Regions from separate parts of the Rattus norvegicus genome. Here region 2 is linked to region 1. Evidence: chromatin contacts called from public Hi-C data. All regions are on one chromosome and are shown on one strand. Each heading gives the region's core, a stretch centred on a gene start, on an enhancer-like site or on the middle of the called end of the contact. The rest is flanking DNA. Distances are from core to core; before and after follow the strand shown. Region 1 holds the start of 1700001K19Rikl (RIKEN cDNA 1700001K19 gene like). Region 2 holds the start of Mok (MOK protein kinase).

Evidence for each region. A called contact is a pair of places that touch in the nucleus more often than the background predicts.
Region 2: a contact with region 1 is called in a Hi-C map of the A7r5 cell line, with 5 times the contacts expected there. The contact joins the promoter of Mok here to the promoter of 1700001K19Rikl in region 1. A contact is called at or near these places in 4 of 12 Hi-C or Micro-C datasets (the A7r5 cell line, Schwann cells, liver and 1 more) and 1 of 1 datasets of contacts at active chromatin or transcription factors (oligodendrocytes).

Annotation. Positions count from the first base shown.
Region 1 is chr6:135,509,921-135,517,384 of GRCr8, reverse strand. 1700001K19Rikl (RIKEN cDNA 1700001K19 gene like) reads left to right here and starts at 2,572. Exons shown (of 6, transcript NM_001134526.1): 1 at 2,572-2,616.
Region 2 is chr6:135,673,281-135,680,744 of GRCr8, reverse strand. Mok (MOK protein kinase) reads left to right here and starts at 4,851. Exons shown (of 12, transcript NM_001395110.1): 1 at 4,851-5,055. The coding sequence starts at 5,049. It overlaps LOC108351302 (a long non-coding RNA gene), which reads right to left and starts at 4,871. Exons shown (of 3, transcript XR_001838583.3): 1 at 4,510-4,871; 2 at 1,607-1,726.

The DNA.
Region 1 (7,464 bases), core at 1,323-3,822:
TTGATAGCAATTAAACATGCTGAGCAACACGGGAGAAGACTAAGGGACGCACGGATAGTTGGTTTTCACTGTTCTACAGAAACCCTCGGGAGACTGAGGCAAGGGTATCTTGAGTATTGAAGCCAGCCTAGGATACAGAGTGAGACCCCGCCTCAAAGCCAAACGGAATAGAGTAAAGCACCTGCCCCAAAGCGTAGGCATTGTAACTCGGCAGAGCGCTAACCCGGTGTGCACTAAGCCCTGTCGTGTGTCCACAGCTCTGTCAGAACACTGTCCAAGAAGGGAGTCACGGGATGGCAATTCTGAGAGCGTGCGAGAAAACAAGAGTCTTGCCATCTCAGTTTTCTTCAAAACCACAGCATGGGCTGTGGGATGCACTAGCTGCCCTAGGGGGAGCAGAGGAGTGAGTTTACTTCAGAGGATTCGCTCCAGCTGACCATGCTATTTGTTGGTAGCCTCCCTGGAAAACCTTTTGGCCACGTGGGGCTTATCCTTGTGATTCTATACAACTTGAACTTGTGAGAGCGACACTCAGGCGACCACTCGACACTCAGAGTATAAACCCGCCTGACGCTCTGAATGAAGCTGGCTATTGCATGAGATTTAGTCTGCCTCATTTTTAGGCTCCACTCTCCCAGGTCCCCACAGTCAACCAGAGCAGTAAACAGCACCTTGTAAGATGGCTGATCATACATGCCTGTAATCCCAGCACTCAGGAGTAAGTGGAGACAGGAGGATTGTCTTGGGCTACACGGTGAATTCAAGGCTGACCTGGGCCACATGAGACTGGAGACCCTGTTTTAGAAAAATAAATTATTGGGCAGTAAAGTGATGGCTCAGTGGTTAAGAGCATTGGCTGCTCTTTCAGAGGGCCTGGGTTCAATTCCCAGCACCCACTTGGTGCTTCACAACTGTAACTCCAGTCCTAGGGCATCTGATTTCCTCTTCTGGCCTCCACAGGCACCAGGCATATACAAGTGGTGAGATCACCCATACACATAAAATCCAAATGGATATTAAAAATACCAAAGAATTGGTCAGGGAGACCCTGAAAGCTTTCAAATACACACAGTACTGCCATTGCTCTGGTTCCCCAGTGCTAGCTAGTAAGACTATTGCAGAAGGCAGCATTGAGCTTGCAGGACAGAGATCAAGCTGACACCAAGCTGGAAACTTGTGCTAAAAAGGACTTGTGTAGGCTATGGGGGAGGAGGTGGAAGAAAAGCCATTGGTGGCTTAGCCAGCACAGTAAGCCAGCATGGTGGCTGGATCCTTGTGTGCTCCAATACCAACTTCCGGCATCAAGTGCCCTCTGGTGCAACAGTTTCGTGAAGGTTCCAGGGGCAACCAATCACCCTCTGGTTGGATCTGAGGTGTTCTCCACAGGAGAAAAGTCATCCCTGGTACTGTGAACCTGTCAAAATCCTGTGGCTCAGGAGGTCCTAGGCCCCAGGGAGAGCCTACTACCGTTCTGCTAAATGGACTTGTCTGACTTTATGCTTCTATCACAGGTTAGTGCCGCTTTCAGCCTTAGCCAGACTCTTGGTGCTGTGGCCAGCAAATACAGGCTGGCAACTGTCAAAGCGCCAAGGATAGGTGACTGTTGAGGTCTCAGCCCTAGGTAGGACGTCTGTGTCAGCTGCCAAGGTCAAGAAATATGGAAGAGGGGCCAAAGAGAACAGAAGAGTTGGGGAGTAGGGAAGAGGCCTAGGAAATACTGTCCCCATGTTATTTTCTGGTTTATTGCCATGCCATCCCTCAGTTGCCCTGGGAACTTTGAACTCCTGGGGCACTTAAGCTATGGATGAGAAAGGACATCCCTTGGTTGTGCCTGTGCCTTTGAAAGTGGTTCCCAGGGGCTGGAGAGAAGGCTCAGTGGTTAAGAGCACTGACTGCCCAGAGGTCCTGAGTTCAAATCCCAGCAACCACATGGTGGCTCACAACCATCTGTAATGGGATCTGATGCCCTCTTCTGGTGTGTCTGAAGATAATGACAGTGTATTCATATACATAAAATAAAAAGAAAATAACATGCAAACAACTTCTGCACAGACAGCAGAGGGGCTTGGCTCCTTTAACCCCAGTGTCCCACAGAAGGAAGAGTGACTGTGAGGGGAGGTGGAGGTCGGGTGGCAGGGTGTGACAAAACCATAGTATGCCACCAGAGGGGAGGCCCAGTTCTGTGGCCAGAATGAGAATTGGGAAGCTGCTCTAGAGCACAGGACAGTCCCCAAAGTCTTGGTGGCCTCTTTGGTCTTAAGTGCACCCCAGTAGAGTGTGCCCAAGGAAGGGAAGCTTTGAGGAGGTCTGTGGCCTAAGGATCAGGCCTATGTGCACAGGGTAGGTAGGACTATGCATGCCCTGTGGAGCAGGCAGGTGCAGAACTAGGGGCAACAAGAACTGAGGGAGGGGAGCTGGGAGCTATGATTTACGGCCTAGGGTCCTGAGTGGACATGTGTAGCTCTCCCCAGACACTGCCCCAGAAACATGCACACTGTGTTGCCATGGAGATACCTGTGACGTCATGCAGGCCTAAAGCACAGGATATCTGCCTCCTCCCTTCTTGACTCCCTGGGGTGATTCCCTGGGAACCAAAATGAACATCCCATCCAGGATGTAAGTCTAGACAGTCCTTGCCCTCCACACCAGATGCTTGAAGCTAACAAGCTGCTTTAAATAACTGTCAGCCCCAAGACCGCTCTGGCTGCCCGCCAGGTTCAAAGAGCCCTAACTCAGTGGCCCCTGCCTAGCAACTGTTAGGAACTAACCACCTAAATTCCGGCCGACTTCTTGGAGTTAAGTGTGGTCCAGTTTGGATCTCTGAACAGATGTGGCTGCAGGTGTTCTGACAGGTATGTGGTCCTTCACTGAAGCCACTCTCCCCGCAGGCACTTGTAAAGGACAGGGTAGGATGGGTGTGTGTGGAAGGAAGGTCCCGGATGATGTGTATAGGAGAGGCTATGTCCCGGGTTTCAGCACCAATGTTGTCTTTATAAAAAGATAGAGAGGTAGGATATGTTCTTTGGAGGTCCGAGAAAAGGGGGTGCCTTAGTGGGCCCATGCTGAGACAACCCTTCCCCCTGAGGAACCAGCCACACGACGGTACAGTATAGATTCGTTTATTCAGGGGATGGGGAGGGGAGTTAAGAGGGTGGTAGGGGCAGAGAGAGAAGTAGAGAAATAAGAGTAGAGAAGGAGAGGAATAGAGGCCGGCCATGAGCACGTGGAGAGAAGGGTGGAGGGGACTGGGGAGAGAGGGGGCAAAGGGGAAGAGAAGAGCAAGAGGGAGCAAGAGAGTGAGGAGAGGGCAAGCAGCCCCTGTTATACCGTCAGGCATACCTGGCTATTGCCAGGTAACTGTGGGGGCGGAGCATACCGACTGTTGCCAGGTAACTGGGGGCGGAGCTTAGACAGACAGCTAACACTGGATAAGAGGAGGCTCCACCCAGATTAAACATGGGGGCACTATCCTTTGAAAATGAAGATGTGACCCCTCAGGGTAGGTGTCCCTGTCCTCCTGCCTTTTCCAGGCCTTGACTACTTCAGGGAACCTTGCTGTGAGGTGGGTTGATGACGGAGGGGTCCCTTCGTTGCTCTGGGCATGAAGAGTGGGGTTTGGGAAGGGCCCGGCGATGAGTAGGGTTGAGTGGCTTTCAGAGAGCATGGACACCCCTCTCCTCCCCCCTGAACGCATAGGAGAATTCTGGGGCATCTTGGAATTAATGCGACGGATTAGCATCTACATGCAAAGCCATGGCGGGCTGGGGGTGGGGCGTCTAAAAATACTATTTTTACTTGAAGTTTCCTCGAGACAAAACTGACTTGGAATCAGAACTAAAACCCCAGTTGCAGCCTCACTGTGGACAGGCCTGTCTGAGAGGCTCTGCTAAAACCCAGGTTCCTCAGGAGAGGCCGACTTCCATGCCCTATGGGGAGGAGACTTTCAGGGGTGTTTGTCTCTTTAGAGGTTGGTCAACTTGTCTCGGACTTGGACTGATAGTTTGCCACCCCCCCTTACCTTTCCCCGTTGCTCTGAACCCTGTGTTGCAGACTCAACCCCGAGTCATGCGGGTGCTAGGTGACCATGCTACCACTGTTACACCCCTGGTTTTGACTTTTTTTTTTTTCTTCTTCTTCTTTTTCTTTTTTTCGGAGCTGGGGACCGAACCCAGGGCCTTGCGCTTGGGAGGCAAGCGCTCTACCACTGAGCTAAATCCCCAACCCCTGACATTTTGTTTTTAAAGATGTATTTATTTTTATTTATATGAGTACACTGTAGCTGTTTTCATGCACACCAGAAGAGGGCATCGGATCCCATTACAGATGGTTGTGAGCCACCATGTGGTTGCTGGGAATTGAACTCAGGACCTCTGGAAGAGCAGTCAGTGCTCTTAACTGCTGAGCCATCTCTCCAGCCCCAGAAGCACATTTATTGATTGTTATATAAACTTTTTGGGGGGAGGGGGTGTAAAACAAGCTCCTCGTACTAAAGCTCACACCTGATCTCTAGGTTTCCTGACCGAAAGCATCTCGCCCGCCACTTTACCCTCACTGTGCAGTTTGCAGGACCCAAAAGTAAGACGATCCCGGTACAGCCAGACCGGCTTGTGACCAGAGGCCCTACAGGAAACAACTCTATAGATAACAACACAACCGCTGTTTTCTACAATGATTTCTTCAAGGTCAACACACTTCTAGAAAACAACTGTGCATTCTAGATTCAATGAAAAAACAACTCTCTCATTCTGATGCTTGCCCTAGATGTAAGCATTCTTACTAGAATTCCACTAGGAAAACGGCTCAGCCAGCCTAGGCACTGCCAAAGCCTGCCCAGTGAAAGGAGAACCGGTTCTCGGAGGTTGGTCCTCCGACCCTCAGAAGGTCAGGGTGTAGGCATCATTTCAAAAACCAAAACAGACATAAGAGATATTTGATCAAAATAGTACCTAGTAGAGAACAGAGTGTCAATCTTAGAAAAATTAATGATTTATGCACTAAATATGGAGCCTGGGGTCCCTCAGAAGGTTCTCACTGTGGGGCAAAGGACACCTCATCTGATGCAGGGTAACTCGCTGTCTCAGACCTATCTGCTCTGACAAAGTGTGTGTTTCCCAAGCATTGATCCCAGCCGGGGACTTGGAGATGATGCAGCTTTGCCCAGAAAGCACGGGGGTGGGGGAGCGGATTTGAATGAACGTGTGCTTCGTGCCTCTGGGTGGGTGGCTGCAAATAAAATGTGGGCGTCTGCTCTCCCACAGCTGAGCATTCTGAGACAGCGACTACATCAGTTCCTTGGAGAACCCATCTCTGATTTGCAGTTGACACCCAGGTTAATCCTCTTGGCACTGGGGGAAGATGATCAGGGAGTCTCAGAGCACATGTGCACTGCCAGGCAGTTTTGGTCTTGGTTTGTGTGGTTAGTGAGGGCTGAGGCAGCTCACAGCGCCCCTCAACTCCCCAGGTTTTCCACTTAAGGCTTTCCTGCAGTGTGAGGTAGCCATTTTACATCAGCTCTGACCCCTTTCTTTGGGCTAAGCCCACCTTTCTCCTAGGCGGTTGCTCCCGGAGATTCACTCCTACTTTCTGGGACTTCTCCCAGGATTCCAGTAAGTCTTTCTAGACATAGCCCCAGGGGCTGTGACAGGGATGAGGGATGGGGTGGGGTGGTGTAGGTGAAAGGTGCCACTGCTAGGCTAAGCAAGGCTCAGCTGCCCTCTGCCCTCCTCACAAAGAGGCTTCTGGGAACACTCCCAGCCTGTTCTGTGGATAGACATTTCATTTTTATCGTTTGCACAGAGTTTGTTTGCTAGTTAGTAGCTCTTTCCTGAGGTGTTATAATCCGTGCCCCTGAAAAAAATTCACCAGAAAAATTTGTCAAGAAAGGTTAGTTTGTTTGTTTTATTTTTTACTCTATTTGTTTGAGTGTCTGTCTGTCTGTCTGTCTGTCTGTGTACCGTGTGAGTACAGTGCCTGCTGAGACCAGAAGAGGGCATCAGATCTCTGGGGACTGAACAGATATTTGTGGGCTGCCATGTGGGTGCTGGGAATTGAACCTGGGTCCTCTGGAAGAGCAGCCACTCCTAACCCCTGAGCCATCCCTCCAGCAACTCCCTCTCCCTCCCTCCTTCTGGAAGGTGTGCAGTGCTCTAAGGACTATCCATCGACTGAGGTAACCCACCCACAGCTGTGGGGCTGACCCCAAGATTCTTTCTTCTCCTTTTTTAAAGCCTATTTTTCCTGTCAGGTGGTGGTGGCACACACCTTTTTTTTTTTTTTTAAAGATTTTTTTTAACATTTATTTATTTATTATGTATATGTCATACAGCTTTCTGCCTGCATGTATGCCTGCAGGCCAGAAGAGGGCACCAGACCTGATTATAGATGGTTGTGAGCCACCATGTGGTTGCTGGGAATTGAACTCAGGACCTCCGGAAGAGCAGACAGTGCTCTTAACCTCTGAGCCATCTCGCCAGCCCAAAAGCCAGATGTTCTTTTTTTTTTTTGGTTCTTTTTTTCGGAGCTGGGGACCGAACCCAGGGCCTTGCGCTTCCTAGGCAAGCGTTCTACCACTGAGCTAAATCCCCAACCCCGGCACACACCTTTGATCCCAGCACTCGGGAGGCACTACAGGTCTCTCAGTTTGAGGCCAGCTTGGTCTACACAGTGAGTTCCAGGACAGCCAGGTCTACACAGAGAAACCTGTCTTAAAAAACAAATATAGGGGGCTGGAGAGATGGCTCAGTGGTTAAGAGCACTGACTGCTCTTCCAGAGGTCATGAGTTCAATTCCCAGCAACCACATGGTGGCTCACAACCATCTGTAATGAGATCTGGTGCCCTCTTCTGGCCTGCAGTCACATATGCAGGCAGAATGCTGTACATAAAATAAATAAATAAATCTTTAAAAAAAAAACCAAAAAACAAATATACGGGGCTGGAGAGATGGCTCAGTGATGGCTCAGTGGCTAGGAGAACTGACTGCTCTTCTGGAGGTCCTGAGTTCAAATCCCAGCAACCACATGATAACCATCTGTAATGGGATCCGATGCCCTCTTGTGGTGTGTCTGAAGACAGCGACAGTGTACTCATGTACATTAGATAAATCGTAAATCCTTTTTTTTTTTTTTTTTCTTTTTTTTCCGGAGCTGGGGACTGAACCCAGGGCCTTGCGCTTCTAGGCAAGCGCTCTACCACTGCGCTAAATCCCCAACCCCTCGTAAATCCTTTTTTAAAAAGTCAAATACAAAATGAACCAAACAAAAACCCTCCCAAAATTCTCTTAGGTTTGAGATTATAACTACATAATTTCACTTTCCACTTCTCCTTTCAAACCCCCCTTATTTGCCCCTCCTTGCTCTTGAGTTTATGGGTTTGAGTTCTCTGTGGAGCCTGGGCGGCTACAACCAGCAATCATGACATTGCACACTGTTCATCAGAGCTGTGACCGGCTTTGAGGACAGGGCTG
Region 2 (7,464 bases), core at 3,602-6,101, 160 kb before region 1:
AGTGGATGACATGCAGCATTTTAAATGGACCACTTTCTGATTTTTCACTTGTTCGCTTTTTTGAGCTATGGTGTCATTTAACCCAGGCCATTCTCATAGCTGAGGATGGCATTGAACTGTTCCTCTTGTTTCCATCTCTCAGAGACTAAGAATATTGGCACTCACTGCCACCGCTGATTTTTAATGCCATGCTGGGAATCTAACCCTTCATACGAGCTAAACAAACTACGAAATTAGGGCACCCCCAGCCGATTTGTTTCTTTCCAGTAGAATTTTTTTGTGTCACCCTGTGTTTCATTGTTTAGCTTTTTATATGAGAGTTGTTGATCTGCCTGGATTATTGAATTCCTTTCTTTTTTTTTTTTTTCTGTTCTTTTTTTCGGAGCTGGGGACCGAACCCAGGGCCTTGCGCTTCCTAGGTAAGCGCTCTACCACTGAGCTAAATCCCCAGCCCCTCCTTTCTTTTTTTTAAAGATTTATTTATTATGTATAAGTAATTGTAGCTGTCTTCAGACACACCAGAAGAGGGCATCAGATCTCATTGCAGATGGTTGTAAGCTACCATGTGGTTTCTGGAATTTGAACTCAGGATCTCTGGAAGAGCAGTCAGTGCTCTTTACCACTCAGCCATCTCTCCAGCCAGAATTCCTTTCTTTTTCTTTTTCTTTTTTTTTAAAGGGGTGAAAGGTCAAGATTTTGCTGTCATCATAGCAAAAATGGCTTAGAACTGGATCACCTGGCCCTTTCTCTTCTTGCCACCTCCCAGTTCAAAATGCTTGCACCTCTCAATAGCCATCGTCCTCTTAGATCTGCAGTTAGGCTCAACGCACTCCAGTCTCAGCACAATCTTCTTAGACTTTTTAGATGTTTTGCGGAAAATGGGCTTCGTCTGCCTGCCATAGCCACTCTGTTTCCTGTCATAACACTGCTTTCCTTGGGCAGACAAAGAATCCTTGCCCTTCTTGTACTGCGTCCTTGTGGGGTTGGGGCTTCCCACATTTCTTGCAGAATGTCCGGCAGGTCTCAGGAACATTCGCCATGTTTTCAGAAACCCCGAATCCCTTTCTTCCCCCCCCCCTTTTTAAAGATTTATTTATTTTTTTTTCTTTTTTTCAGAGCTGGGGACCGAACCCAGGGCCTTGCGCTTGCTAAGCAAGCGCTCTACCACTGAGCTAAATCCCCAACCCCAAGATTTATTTATTTATTTTATATATATAAGTACACTGTAGCTGTTTTCAGAAACACCAGAAGAGGGATTACAGATAGTTGCGAGCCACCATGTGGTTGCTGGGATTTGAACTCAGGACCTCTGGGAGAGCAGTCAGTGCTCTTAACCACTGAGCCATCTAACCAGCCCTCGAATCCCTTTCTTAAATAGTCAAATGCAGAAGACCGGAGAGCAGTCGTGCTGTTCTTTGCTGCTCTTAGCTGCTCTTAGCTGGAGATGCCTTCTAGGGCTTCTTGCTACAACTTGGGTTGGCTGTTCTCCATGCGTGCTGCCCAACTCATGGCCCTAGCCTTTCCCATGCTGTTTCAGATCCCGTTCCTCCTCGTCTGTGCCGAATCTCTCTCCTCCCAGCCCCAGGGTGTTGTCTCCCCCACTTACCTTTCATTTGGATTCTGGACATCCAACATCCAATTGGGGACTCTTGGAAGGTGTCGAGTCCTCCTTGCGTGTGTGATCCCATTTTGCTTCTGCCCCCACCAGACCAACAACTGGAGACTTCTAGAAGAGAACTAGAAGCAATTAGAAGGGCACACTGCTGTCTTTTACGGCCAGTAAATTCAATGCGATACCAGAACCAAAACTTTGAGATATGACCAACTTTTCCCCTTAACACTTTAGAAACTTGTCACCATCTCTGCCTACGCTTTGTGGTGACTGGCTTGTTGGCTTGTTGCTGTGAGGCTTTTGCTGTTTAGAGCCTAAGTGCGTATGACTAGCAGGCACTGAGCAGGCGTCCATCAGATATTGGGAATCCTAAAGCGCTCCTTGAGCTTACCTGAGACTCTGGGTTTGAAAACATGCTGCGCGTTCTGGGAACATTCTAGTGAAGCTAGGGTGCGGGGGGTGGGGGAAGGGAAGGTCAGAGATTAAGATAAGCCACTGCTCTTGCAAAGGACAGGTCAATTCCCAGCAATCACCTGCAGCTCCGGATCCAGGGGCTCTGGTTCCTCTGGCCTCCTTAGGCTCCTCTACGCAATGTCTGGAGACAAAGGCACACACAAGCTAAAGATAAAACAAGTGTTTTTTTTGTTTTTTTTTAAATATTTTATTTATTTATTATATATTATGGTTACACTGTCGCTATCTTCAGACACACCAGAAGAGGGCATCAGACTCATTTCAGATGGTTGTGAGCCATCATGTGGTTGCTGGGATTTGAACTCAGGACCTTGGGAAGAGCAGTCGGTGCTCTTAACCACTGAGCCATCTCTCCAGCCCAAAACAAGTGTTTAAAACTCTTGGCTGTGGAGGTCATATGAAGAGATAAAGTATTTGGCTTATTGAAAAAGCAATAATCGGGGCTTGGGGATTTAGCTCAGTGGTAGAGCGCTTGCCTAGGAAGCGCAAGGCCCTGGGTTCGGTCCCCAGCTCCGAAAAAAAGAACCAAAAAAAAAAAAAAAAAAAGCAATAATCTGCTGACAGCTCCGACGGTCAATTGAGTACCACGATTCGATGACTGCCCAACCCTGTGCTTCTGTTGGTCTATCTCAAGGTTATCACACTGGGAGCTAGAGGATTTAAGAAAGACAGTTTACAGTAGAGACAGTGGCATTGTCTCCTGCTTCTGTATCAGAAGGTCTGGTGGAAAGAGTCACAGTACAGGAAAACTGAAGTGGCCAAGGATAAAAAAAGCATTTTCCAAAGTCTATGTAGCTGGAACTATGTAGACCAGGCTAGCCTTGAACTCCCAGAGACCTGCCTGCCTCCACCCCCGACCCCGACCCCAACCCCCAGTGTTGGGACTAACAGCACAAATGCCTGCTAACTCCCTTTCCTCTGTATCTTTTGCTCTTTCTGGAATTCTAGTCCTCAGGGTGGCCAGACAGCCTGAGTTGATCCTTTTGGCCTTCCACTCTCTTTGAGGCTCCACGCCTCTAAGCGCGTTCTCCCCTCTGTAGTGGCTCTGTAGTGATCAGACTCAGGGCTTTACGCACACAACGCAGAGTCCAATCGCTGAGTTCTAGCCTCGTCCATGCCTTTGTCCTTTTACCTTTTCACATTTTTAAATTTTGAGTTAAGGCCCTGGAAAACACAGACATGAGGAGGGCAGAACATTTCCCATATAGAAACTGAAGTCCTGCTTGTGGGTTCTGGGCTTTGGGTGAGATGGGGAAATGGTGAACAAGTAGGGAAATCAGAATTTTAAATGTTTCAGTGAGCAACACATGCATATCAAAACTGTTAGACGATTAAAAAAGACAAATAGACAACAGAAGGCCTTTTCAGATGTTGCTTCTGATTTGCTAAAACACATCAGCTGTTCCAGGTCAATTTGAAACACACCCCTCCATAAAATATGTACATGTTGAAACCCTTTTTGCCCAATTTCTTCTGGGTGTAGGGGAAGCATAGGAGGAGCTGGAAGCCATGGGCTGGTGTCTGAGTTCAGGGGCCCACCAGTAGGAGACCTTGGCAAAGCCCTTTGCTACCCTGGGACTCCAACAACAGGACATATGGCTTCTACTGCCCAAGACAGCAAAAATACCGCTCCCACTGCCTGTTTTAATTGGGTCAAAGGGTAACATTTGTCCTGAATCCTCAATACTTTTTTTTTATACAAATTCTTTTTTTAAAAAGATTTATTTATTATATGTATGTGAGTACACTGTCACTGTCTTCAGACACATGAGAAGAGGACATCAGATCTCATTATGGATGGTTGTGAGCCACCATGTGGGTGCTGGGAATTGAACTCAAGACCTCGGGAAGAGCAGTCAGTGCTCTTAACCACTGAGCCATCTCTCCAGCCCCCTCAATATTTTTTTAAAAAAGATTATATATATACAAGAACACTGTAGTTGTCTTCAGATACAGCAGAAGGGGGCATCAGATCTAATTATAGATGGTTGTGAGCCACTATATGGTTGCTGGGATTTAAACTCAGGTCCTCTGGAAGAGCAGTCAGTGCTCCTAACCACTGAGCCATCTCCCCAGTACCCTGAATCCTTAATACTTAAAATCAGGCTTACCCCTAGACAGATAGGAATGATACAGAGGTGACAGGTGCTAATATCCCTTGGTATTTGGACAAACATTTATTAAGCACTTGAGGTGTGACAGACCCTATCAGGCCTCAGGTAAATGCCCCCAGGAATTGGGTGGACACCAGGGACATCTTATTTAGTCTTCACTGCAACCCGTTCGGGTGAGAATTTTTCAACCTCACTTTACAGTAACGAGAATTTAGGGATCTTGTCTAGGCTGCTTTTCATATATCTCCAACGCCTGCAACACTGCTTGTAGCAAACTAAATGTTTGTTTAATTAAACAGTAAAACTTACAAATTACACAGCAGTCGCTATATATCAGGCTGCGTTGATGCTCTACTGTTGGCAAGAACAGGCTCCAACTAGCGTTACAGTCAGTTGAAGCTCAAAGAAATTGTTCTCGAATCAGGCTCAACATCGTTACATTCTCAGGAGAGCTGGGAAGATCCAGTTCCGCCAAGGTCGCCTACTCACTAAGGTAAGAAATTATACTTAAATTTAAAGTAGCGAGAGGTTACTTAGCGACCAAACCGAGGCGGCAGACCGCACTGCGCATGCGTGAACAGCGGAGCTTCTCTTCAGCCTCCCAACCCCACTTGGAGCATGCGTACACGCCTGTCTCAGGAAAACCCCTCCCTCCTAAGGGTCTGGCGGTTGCCAGGGCGACAGGAATACAATATGGCGGCTGGATCCTAACGCTCCCCAGCCAGGGACCACTGCGAAGGTCCTCGAGCCGGAAGCCACCTCTGGAAAGGAGAAGGCCTTTACCACAGTCTCCTCTTTTCTTTTCGGCCCGGGGCGACCAGGGGCTGACGGCGTCATCCGCGTTCAGGATGAAGAGTGAGTGGGGCCGGGAAAGGGCTGAGGGTTCCCGGGGCCTGTGGGTCGGCGCCGCCTGAGGCCGGCCGGGGTATCCCGGGACAAGGCAACCGGTTATGCTGGAGTTTGAGGAGTTGAGTGTCGTTTCATTCATTCACTCATTTGTTCGTTCGTTCATTTGTTCGTTGGATTGAAACCTAAAATTCTCAAACATTGGCTGTCGGCTCTGAGCGCTGCCCCTTAGGTACAGCAACTTAAACGCGTTCGAGAGGGAAGCTGGGCCATGTATCTTACTTTTTGAGTCAAGCAGTTGTGTTTTTGAAAGCAGCCTACCGGCGGAATTTAAAACAGTTGCTTAGAAGTTGGGAGATGAGGCAGTCTTTCTAGAAAACAGAAGGACTGAAAAAACGGACTTATTTCCGTGCCGGGTTTGTGGGTAACCTGGAATCCAAGTGCGACTACCAAACAAGTCGGATGTGTTGGGACAGCTGTTTGATTTTCCTACCTACACGGTTCTGATTGCCTTCTATAGTTGTAGGCAGAAGTGCAGTCTCTTGCCGTGAAGATTTTAGATTGTGTTCGCTGTAGCCATAATGTTAAATTTACACTACATTTTAATTGCTGTGCAGTAATTCCTATGTACCATAAATTACATAACATTTTTAAAATGAGTCATCTCATTCACCCTTTAGTCTTTTGATTTATTTTATGTATATGATTACACTGTCACTGTCTTTAGACACACCAGAAGAGGGCATCAGATCTCATTACTGATGGTTGTGAGCCACCATATGGTTGCTGGGATTTGACCCTCTGGAAGCAGTCGGTGCTCTCAGCCACTGAGCCATCTCTCTAGCCCCCAACCCTTTAGTCTTGTGTTATTGTGTCCCTCTCTTTAAGAAAGGTTAATGTGGCCTTGAGGGGAGTGACGGGCACATTCATTCCCAGCGCTCAGAGGCAGAGGTCCTGTCAGCAACCACATGGTGGCTCACAACCATCTGTAATGGGATCCGATGCCCTCTTCTGGTGTGTCTGAAGACAACTATAGTATGCTTATATATAATAAATAAGTAAATCTTTAAGAAAAGTTTAAAGCCAGATATATCATAAAATGCAAATTTATATGCTAATATTAATTAAAAATTTTTAATATATACCTATTATATGTGTGTGTGTGTGGTGTGTGTGTTTGCTTGCAGGTATGCTTGTGTAGCATGTGGATGCAGTACCTACATGTAGGATACATGTGGATACAGGGCCAGAACAGGGATCCTTTAGGACTGAAGTCACAGTCATTCGTGGACCACCATGGTCCGGGACCAAATCCTGTCCTCTGTAAGAGCAACAAGTGCTCTTAAACGTTGAGCCATCCCTCCAGCTGTCCTTAATTATTTTATTTTGGTTTTTCAAGACAGGGTTTCTCTGTGTAGCCCTGGCTGCCCTGGAACTAGCTCTGTAGTCCAGGCTGGCTTAGAACCCATAGATGTCTGTGTGCCTCTGCTTCTTGAGTGCTGGGATTAAAGGTGTGCACTGCCATTGCCTGGATAACATTTTTTTTTTTAAGTGAAACTCAAGTCAGTTACTCAAACAGCAGTTAGACCTTCTAATTCCTAGGATCTAATGCAAGCCAGTCTAAAAATATGCAGAGAAATGATGGTAGAAAAATAGTGAAAGTCTGTGTTTCCTGTAACCAATCCATTATATCCTGTAGGAACAGAAATTTTAGTAAGCTCAGTAAGGGCACAGTAATCAGAACATACAAGGTAAACACAATAAACACACAAGGGGCTGAGGAGGCAGTCACTGGCACTAGGCGTTATGGTGGCATTCACTGAGCTGGTGTACATGTATGTTCACACAAGGCTAGTGAAGCAGTACAATGTAACAGGGCTGGGTGTGCAGAAATACCTCAGGTTTATCTGTGGTCATTGTGTGTTCAGAAACCTTAAATCTGTTTTTGTTTTTGTTTTTGTTTGTTTGTTTGTTTGTTTTTGACATTTATCTCTATGTAGCTCAGATTGTCCTGAAACCCACTCTGTAGACCAGGCTGCCTCAAACTCAGAGTTGAGCCTGCCTCAGCCTCTCAGGGGCTGGAATTAAAGGCCTGTGCCTCCACCACCCTAGGCCCCCCAGAACCTTTTATTTGTGGCCAAATTTTTGGTGGCACCCATGTTTAGGCAGTTTTCCTGCCCTCCTCCTTTGTCTTGTGCATCATTTGCAGAGTGAGTAGTAAGTGTTCCAGGATGAAGTCAGAGCATGTGCTCTGGAGGTGGGCAGGCACTGGAACCATGCACAGAGCTGGGCAGGCTCTGGAACCATGCACAGAGCTGGGCAGGCTCTGGAACCATGCACGGAGCTGGGCAGGCTCTGGAACCATGCACGGAGCTGGGCAGGCTCTGGAACCATGCACGGAGCTGGGCAGGCTCTGGA